2 separate regions of the Mus musculus genome follow, and region 2 is linked to region 1. Evidence: chromatin contacts called from public HiChIP or PLAC-seq data. All regions are on one chromosome and are shown on one strand. Each heading gives the region's core, a stretch centred on a gene start, on an enhancer-like site or on the middle of the called end of the contact. The rest is flanking DNA. Distances are from core to core; before and after follow the strand shown.

Region 1 (4,145 bases), core at 655-3,154:
GAGGCGGAAAGGATCCAGCGTCCCAGAGTTTGCCTCTTTTTAGGGTTCAGAAAACAGTGTCTCAAGAGGAAGGCCCCTGAGGCCTCATTTGGGGGATTCTCTGGTCTTCTGTCTCATATCCTTTCTGCTGAGACAAGCTTCACACACCAGATTCTCTACCCTCCCTCAAGGTGGGTTACAGATGCTGAGGTCCTTTCCCCGAGAAGCTAGCCCTCTGAACTCTAAGTCCCTCTTTCTGTATAAGGGTTAGTCATAAAGGAATTTTTATCAAGGTCAAAGACACCCGCCTCCCCTAACACACACACTCCAGCAGAGTCCCACCCCACACGTCACAGAGAGGCCAATGAGAACCCAAACAGCCGTGCCAGGTCCTCCTCGGTCATCATTCTGTCAGGCCATTTTTCCGTATGCCTGTTCCTTCTTCATCAACCCCACATAAAGGTGGAGAGTTTCTCCTGGGTCTTTGGGTCTTCCATCTGAAGGTTCGCACATCACATAAAACTTTGATGAGGCCAGGCGTGGTGGCACATGCCTTTAATCCCAGCACTCGGGAGGCAGAGGCAGGCAGATTTCTGAGTTCGAGGCCAGCCTCGTCTACAAAGTGAGTTCCGGGATAGCCAGGGCTATACAGAGAAACCCTGTCTCGCCACCCCCCCCCCCCAAAAAAAAAAAAAAAAACCACGTTGATGACATAAATCTGTTTTGTTTCATTGACATGCCTTTTGTTTTAACAAAGGGCGAGGACAGGGAACTGAGAGTTGTCTGGATGCAAATATGGGCCAGTCTTAGTAGATGAATGGCCTGGTGAGCTGGGTGAGCTGCAATGGTCAATACGGAAAGCAAAGGGCTTCCTTTGGGCTCCTCTGAGTTGTGTTTGGAACGTGGAGGTCAAACGCTGAGATTCTTCACATCAGCCTGCTCTACTCTTGACCCTCAGAAGGGGCCTCTGGGACAAAAGCATCCAATCAGGAACCAGTTAGGTTGATAGTTCTCAACTCAAGGCAGTTTTGTCTGTTTGTGCATCTGGAGACAGTTTTTGATTATACCATGAGGGAGGGTGTTGTTAGCACCTACTGAGTGAAGGTCACATGTGCTGCTAAAACATCCTTCAGCACAAAGAATTGGCCTCCGGCAGAGTCAAGGTTGGGAGGCCCTGATCTAGATAAACCAGTTCCTCTGAGGTTTCAGTTCTGAATTCCTCTTTCCTCTTCTATTCCAAAAGGAGGAATGAGGCAAGCTAGATTTCTAGCATTTGGGAGGCTGAGGCAGGAGGATTAAGAGTTTGGTATTCTGCAAACTCTACAGGGAGCCAGAGGTACCTAAAATTGTACTGGAGGGATATCTCAAGTGTAGCCCACTCCACGAGACTCAGGCAGACTCAGCCAGGATCCAGCAAAAGAGAAGGAAGAGAGAGGCTTCTCACCGGAGGCATCTGCTCACCCTTCCCCCTCCACTTCAGCATCAGAGAGTGAGGACCAGGTAGGAGCTCATGACAATGTGTTCCTTATCAGACTAGGGGATACTAGTTTTCTGCCACTCCCACCTGCTTACCACTCATGGTCCCTAAACCGGAAGATCTGACCAGTCAAGAGGATCCTGGGAAGTAGGCCTGGCTTGTACCCTTACTAGATTCTAGGACATTCCAACCAAAGCCCTTCTCTGGATCACTCCACATGCATAAAGACATACAGAAGCACCGTGTTTACCAGGTGGTTCTCAGGATCAGAACAAACAGACAGACAGTACCTAAGGCAAGGCATGCAGGGGCCCATGGGGGTGGGGGTGGGGGTGGGTGGGTGTGTGTAGGTAGTGGGGGAGGGAACACTGAGCGGAAGGCTGTGTGAGTCCCAGCTGGCACTCCCTTTTGCTTATTCACCTAATGACGCCATCCTTCCACCCTTAGAGAAAACAGTCAGAAAGATAACTTCCCTGTGCAACAAGAGCAGACGGCACTGTGGCTCGGCTCCTGTGGCACTGTGGCTCGGCTCCTGTGCCTTGCTTCTGCTCCATGTTATTACCCTCTCAGGCTCCAGGGGAAACCCTTCTGCAAACGTTCACAAGGTCTCATCACAGCACTGATGAGAAGCAGCCAGCTCACTGCAGTAAAAAACCCTGGAACTCAGGAAGACTAAGGATCTTACTGAGGCCCTGGCTGGTTAGTGGAGAAACAAACCCAGGCCCTTGAGCTTTTCTCTAGATGCTACTACGGCCATGTTCCTTTCATTTAGCTTCTGGCTGCCTGGTGCTTCTGCCAGAAGCTGTTCTGGGACACATGTGATGGGAACCAAATTGCAATCGATCCCAATTGACTTTAGTCAATCAATATTTGCCCAGTGTTGGGGTATCAGGCTATCCGTGATGTAGGTGGGGAGCACACTGTTTAACCATTTCTAGATTTCAGTTTCTTCCTAAGGACGGTCATGTTACCTTGTTAGATGAAACTGTATGTGTGCTATACACCGCTCTTGAATATGATCACCTGAAGGTATTTGTCCAGTTGTCTTTCTAGAGTGGGAAAAATAATTCAAATAAGGCCTGACTCTGTAGGGAACCTAATAGTAGATGGGATTCTTGGTGAGTTAGTGGGTATGTGGTGCCTGCACACAGATGTACAGGTGGGTATGCCTATGCACACACATATGGAACCCAGAGTAAGATATAGGGTGGATTTTTTTTTTTTTTTTTTTTTTTGTAAAAACAAGCTGTGTGCTGTGTAGCCCTGGCTGTCTTAGAACTTGCTCTGTAGACCAGGCTGGCCTTGAACTCAGAGATCTGCCTGCCTCTGCCTCCTGAGGACTGGAATAATTAAAGGCAGTGCACCAGGTGGCATCAGGTCTTTTCTATTGCTCTCAGCTTTACTTCCATTGAGATGGGGTGGCAGTGAACCAGGAGTTCACTCTTGTGATGAGGATGGCCATCAGCAATCAAGCTTGCTGGATTCATCTGTCTCTGAGAACCAATGCTGGGGTTGTTTGTTATGTAGGGGCTAGGCACTCGAACTTAGGTCCTTGTGTTTGCAGAGCAAAAGTTCATACCTATGTAACAATCTTCTCAGCCCCCTCTTTTAAGATTTATTTATTTGTGTGCATGTGCACACAGACTGGTCCACATGGAGGGCCCAGCTTTCTGGAGTCAGTTCTCTCCTCTTACCATATGAATTTCAAGTGGAATTTAGCTAGGTGGTCAGTCTCAACAGCAAGCAGCTTTATCCACTGAGATATCTTGCCAGCACTGTATTGGTGTTTTGGTTTTTTTCTTGTTTTTTGTTTTTTCCTTGCTAAGGACAAACTCACCAAGAATTCTACCTACTATTAGACAAACACCTTCAGGTGATCATAACCAGGAGTGGCTCACACCATACATACTGCTTCATGGAACAACGTAACATGGCTGTCCTTAAAGTCTCATTCTGTAGCCCAGGCTAACCTAGAAATCACTATGCAACACACACTGCCCTCAAACCTGCAGCTTCTGCCTCAGCCTCTGGTGTGGTGGGGTTCCAATTACAAGCCAGCCACCATGCCCACTTAGCAGACAAGATTTTGGAGTCACAGGATAAAAGGCAGAGGAGTCAGAAGAGGTGTGTAACAGAGGGACAGATGAAAAATAGGTCACCTCTATCCCTGGTGACTCCAACAGGCGAATGAAATATCCAGGAAAGAAACTGATTTACTTCCAGGCCAGAGAGATGTCTCCGTGGGTAAAGGCACTTGATGTGTGAGCCTGAAGACCTGAAGTCAATCCTTAGAACTCATGGAAAGTGGGGGAGAGAGCCAACTCCACAAAGTTGTCATCTGGCCTCTATCCACATGGGTGGCATACACACACACACACACACACACACACACACACACACACACACAAATATTTGTCAGTATTGGCAAATGAGTATGAGGTGGTAAGAGATTTCACTGGTGCTGTTAACTGAACCATCGGCCTCATGACACCAAAACTGTCTGTGCCAGTCACCTTACTCTAAAGGCGGCGGGGGTGTGGGGAAGAGAAACGAGGAGGAAGATGGGCGAGAAACAGTGAAACTGAGTCCAGCTGATCCTTGCGCGTACTTTACATTGGAAATGGCCAACAGAGTCAACAGCAGGGCTTGTTTAACTTGAACTTCTAGGTCCTATGCCCAGTTTGAGATT
Region 2 (4,145 bases), core at 759-3,258, 120 kb before region 1:
AAACAAACAAAATGGAAAGAAAAAAGGAAGAGAAAGGGAAGGGGTGGAGAGGTAGGGAGAAGAGGGCAAAATACAGATTACTGGGTCTTTATTTTAAACATTTTAAAGCTTTTGGCTTTTATTTAGCACAAATTGCTCAGCTTGCCAAAAAAAAAAGCAATATATTGGAAGTGTCAGTCTCTGAAAGTCAACTATTCAGATCAAACTAGAAACGATTCCCAGGCCAGACTGGGGCTGCATCACTGTTACCAGGCTCATCGCCATTGTGGCCGAGAAGCCAGACAGTAGGGCGATGTTGCTGGTATGCATCATCTAGAAAAATCACAAAGGTTCCAGGTACTCTACCTGGAGACATAAAATCCCTGTGTCCAGATGGCATTGTGAAGTCCCTGCATGCAGATCATGTGGCGGAGGGAGGAGCTAACAGGTGCCGAGTGGGAAGCTCTGGGGAACAGTTACAAGGAGGAACATTTCAGTTTAGTGCAAGACTCATCCTCCCCACAGCTGATGCACAATGGGAGTGGGCCAAGCAGGAGCTGCGGAGATGGCTCAGCAGTTAAAAGCACTGGCTGCTCTTGCAGAGGACACACATTCGATTCCCAGCACCCACATGGTGGCTCACGAATATTTGTAATTCCAGTTTCAGGCAATCTAACCCCATCTTCTGACCTCCATAGGCTCCAGGCATGCCCATGGTGCACAGACATAAATACGGACAGGTGAAGCATACATAAAATAGACAAATCTAAAAACGATGTTTTAAGAAATGAAAAGTAAACGGCAAGCAAGTCTCCATCAACAGAAGAAAGCTATCAAGCTACCTACCACAGGGATAATTGGGAGGAGATAAGGGTCTGAGCCCCAGGTCACCCTTCCCATCTCTGAGCTGCTGTTCCTCTAGAACTTCACAGCAGTGGCTAATGATTATATTTTTTTCAGGTGATAACTTTGTACCTTATTTCATGTACTATAAATCCCACCTTTACTGCCATTAAATTAGTCTATGCCATCACCCATGGAGTAAATGAGCCAGAGGGACTCTTAAACTGGAGCCTTCCTCTGATGCACAGTCCAGGACAGGTATGGGGTAGCACTCTGAGGTAGTGTCCCTGCTCAGGAAATTGATTATCTCCACTTCACGCCAAGGTATCATGGGGTCACCCAGCCAAACACTTCTGTGGGCACGATGTCACAACCTCCAGCACTATTAAGACACTTGGCAAAGGAGACACTGAAGGTCCTTAACTGCTGTGCTCCTAGGTTCTGGTGTGGGCACCGGATCCTAACTCCCTCAGGAGCAGGACCATACACCACTGTCCAGGGCTGTGGGGGTGTCGGGTCGGTATCAGGGTCTTGGAGTGTAAACAACCCCTCCACCCTGTCAAGGCATTTTCAAGTGGGAAGAGAACTCTGCCTGGAGGATCATCTCAGAATTCCTCTGCGAGTCCTGGGGTTCCTGCCCTCCCTCACTGCATTGGGAAGGAGAAATAGAACCCTAAACAGAGCTTGGCCTTACTGCCTTCCTCACCTGTGATGGAACAGGTGCAGGGTGATACCCCCGCACCCCAAAGCATAGAATGGAGAAGACCTAAATTTCTAGGACTGGGGATACTTGCCTAGCATGTTATAGGCCTTGGGGTCAATCCCAGCACCTAAAAGCAGTAAAACGAATGTCCAAGTTTCTGGGAGTGTTTGGTGTTTTTGCTTTTGTTTTTCCAAATGACAGTGTACCGGACCCCTTGAGGTTCCAAATGAAAGCCACAAGAAAGTCATGTACAGATAGGACTGCTTTTAGAGAGTAGGGCATGGGAGGTAGAGAGCCGCGCTGGCAGACCCTCGAAGTCCAACGGCAGCACCCCAAGACCAAGTGATGTGGATTCAGATCGCCAGGCTGAAAGGCTGCGCGGTGTAGGGCGCGAGGAGCCTTTAGCACTAGCTGGCGGGTCGCGCTCCCGGGTGAATTAACCAACGTGGGGCCCCCAGGAACGTGAAGCGAGGCGGGGCGGTCCCGGCGGCGGGACACGTGCGTCCGCGACGCCCCGGACCTCCAGGCGTCCCCGCGCTGGCCGAGGGCGGGGCAGCCGCGCGGCGCTCCCCTCCTCTCCTCTCCTCCCCGCCCGGCCTCCGGTTGGCCGCGGCACTCGGCCCTGGGCTCGCTGCGAGCTGCCGGCCGAGCCATGGGCTGCGACGGCCGGGTGTCTGAGCTGCTCCGCCGCAACCTACAGCCCACGCTCACCTACTGGAGCGTCTTCTTCAGCTTCGGCCTGTGCATCGCCTTCCTGGGGCCCACGCTTCTGGACCTGCGCTGCCAGACGCACAGCTCGTTGCCCCAGATCTCCTGGGTCTTCTTCTCGCAGCAGCTCTGCCTCCTGCTGGGCAGCGCCCTCGGGGGTGTCTTCAAGAGGACGTGAGTGTCGCGCCCCGCACGCCCCTCCACATCCCCGCAGCTGTGACCACCTGCCCAGCTGGGCTGGATCTTAGCCCAGGGGCTGCCTCCCTCCCCCACTACAAGCTCTCCCGGAAAACTCTCTCGGGACTGAAGGTGACATCTGGGCTATGTATTTGTCTCACTCGTCCCGAGAGAGCTCAGAACCCTTTCGCCCTCGCTCACCGAGCCCACCAGCCAAAGAGTGATGGAATGTACAGAGATGCGTAAGACCCTTATTGCTCTGTTCCTCTGAGATTTTGTAGCCTCGGCGCCGGAGGTGGAATTGGCACTGAGGGGAAGACAGTTGGCGGTGCCAGCTCAGGGGACAGTTCTCAGTGACAGGGCTGGCCTGTGGTTTGACTAGGAACCCACTGGTGATTCCACTCATAATAGGTCCACATCAATTGATACAGCTGATCCCTTTACCAAGATGGTGAGGCTCCTGGGATCTCCTAAGGGAGACAGGACTCGGCTGCAGCATTTGCCTGCGGAGGCTGAGCCCTTGGGCCAGGTAGAGAAGTGTAGAGCCTCTCATCCATCCTCTATCTCTAGTACCCAGAATACCCCTAATGTATCCCTCCACCTTGTTACTTCTCCCTGGCTTCTGTCAGGACAGAGCTCTGGTCTATCCCTGGCACTCAGAATATTACCCTTTTGGGTGCCGTGCAGAGCCCCATTTTTCTGGTGTAGGAACCCCTCTGAAGATATTTCTAGAAAGTCAGCAGCCTTCAGTCTCTGTACAGCCAGGAATAGACCTAGAACTGAGACCTAGAGCTGAGGAATGAATGGTTTGCACACCAGAGGCTGCTGTGTGGTCTTCCTTGTTCTACTTCCTAAAGGAGCAATTATCTGGACTGCAAAACCACAATTGGGAGGTCTGTTACAAAACTAGATAGATAGATAGATAGATAGATAGATAGATAGATAGATAGATAGAATAAAAGATCTTGTGCAGAGGCCATTCTAGGCCAAAGGGTGTGCAGCTGTGGGACGATGCAACACAGGTGTCAGTATAAAATGGACCCCAGTCTAAGCAATCCAGAGCCTGCTGCACCTCAGCAATTGGAGAGTGACTATTTTCATTTCCCCTACATCCTTTTGCAAATGCAAGAATTCTCAGACGAAAGTCTCCTTGTGCCTATTAGCACTTTGTGGGTCTGGGATAGAATCGGATATATAGGAATTCTGAAAATATGTTCAGCTAGAAAATTCATGAAAAGGAGGAGGGGGTATCTCTGAATGTCAGAGGAGGGGCCCTGTTGTTGTTTGGAAGTGCTGGGAGGGGGTCCGTTGTTGTTGTTTGTTGTTGTTGTTGTTCAGGGATGCTGGGAATGGAACCCAGGTAAACTCCCTGGTGCTGGACCACACTCCCGACCCTCACAGATAGGCTGGGTTATGCTCACTTTCCTAGAATATTTTAGGAACATATGTAGCTCAAACAGGAAGGCGAATGAGGATCATTCTAAGGGATGGGTTGGCAAGCCCACTTTTCTGAAATGGGAAGCAATATACCCCTAACTGGGCCATCTCTCCCTGGCTTTGGTCCTCCCTCTAGATTTCTTATCCACCAAAGCTCTGAACAGGCAACAGAGAGGGAACCCTGCAGCAGGAAACCGCAACGTCAACAATAGTAACTAACCATTGTGCAAAATGTCTTATATCAACCCATTTGGTTGTCATCACAGCCCTGCAAAGTAATGTTGTTATCTCCGTTTTA

What was found. HiChIP or PLAC-seq counts read pairs in DNA pulled down with a chosen protein or histone mark.
Region 2: an HNF4G HiChIP or PLAC-seq map of pancreatic cancer cells shows a contact between it and region 1. The contact joins the promoter of Mfsd4a here to the enhancer-like site in region 1. A contact is called at or near these places in 6 of 39 promoter capture datasets (the 3T3-L1 cell line, hematopoietic stem and progenitor cells, hippocampal neurons and 2 more), 2 of 484 Hi-C or Micro-C datasets (the HPC-7 cell line and embryonic fibroblasts), 2 of 115 datasets of contacts at active chromatin or transcription factors (large pre-B cells and pancreatic cancer cells) and 2 of 9 other capture datasets (adipose tissue and liver).

What each region holds. Positions count from the first base shown.
Region 1 is chr1:131,943,615-131,947,759 of GRCm38.p6, reverse strand. No RefSeq gene overlaps it. Among named protein-coding and RNA genes, the nearest start is that of Slc45a3, 17 kb to the left of the region's middle. Within about 2 kb of position 1,904, at least 20 of the 459 cell types and tissues checked have an H3K27ac peak or open chromatin away from gene starts, as enhancers often do. A contact at or near this core is called in pancreatic cancer cells, where this site is marked.
Region 2 is chr1:132,065,925-132,070,069 of GRCm38.p6, reverse strand. It overlaps Mfsd4a (major facilitator superfamily domain containing 4A), which reads left to right and starts at 2,008. Exons shown (of 10, transcript NM_001114662.1): 1 at 2,008-2,407. The coding sequence starts at 2,178.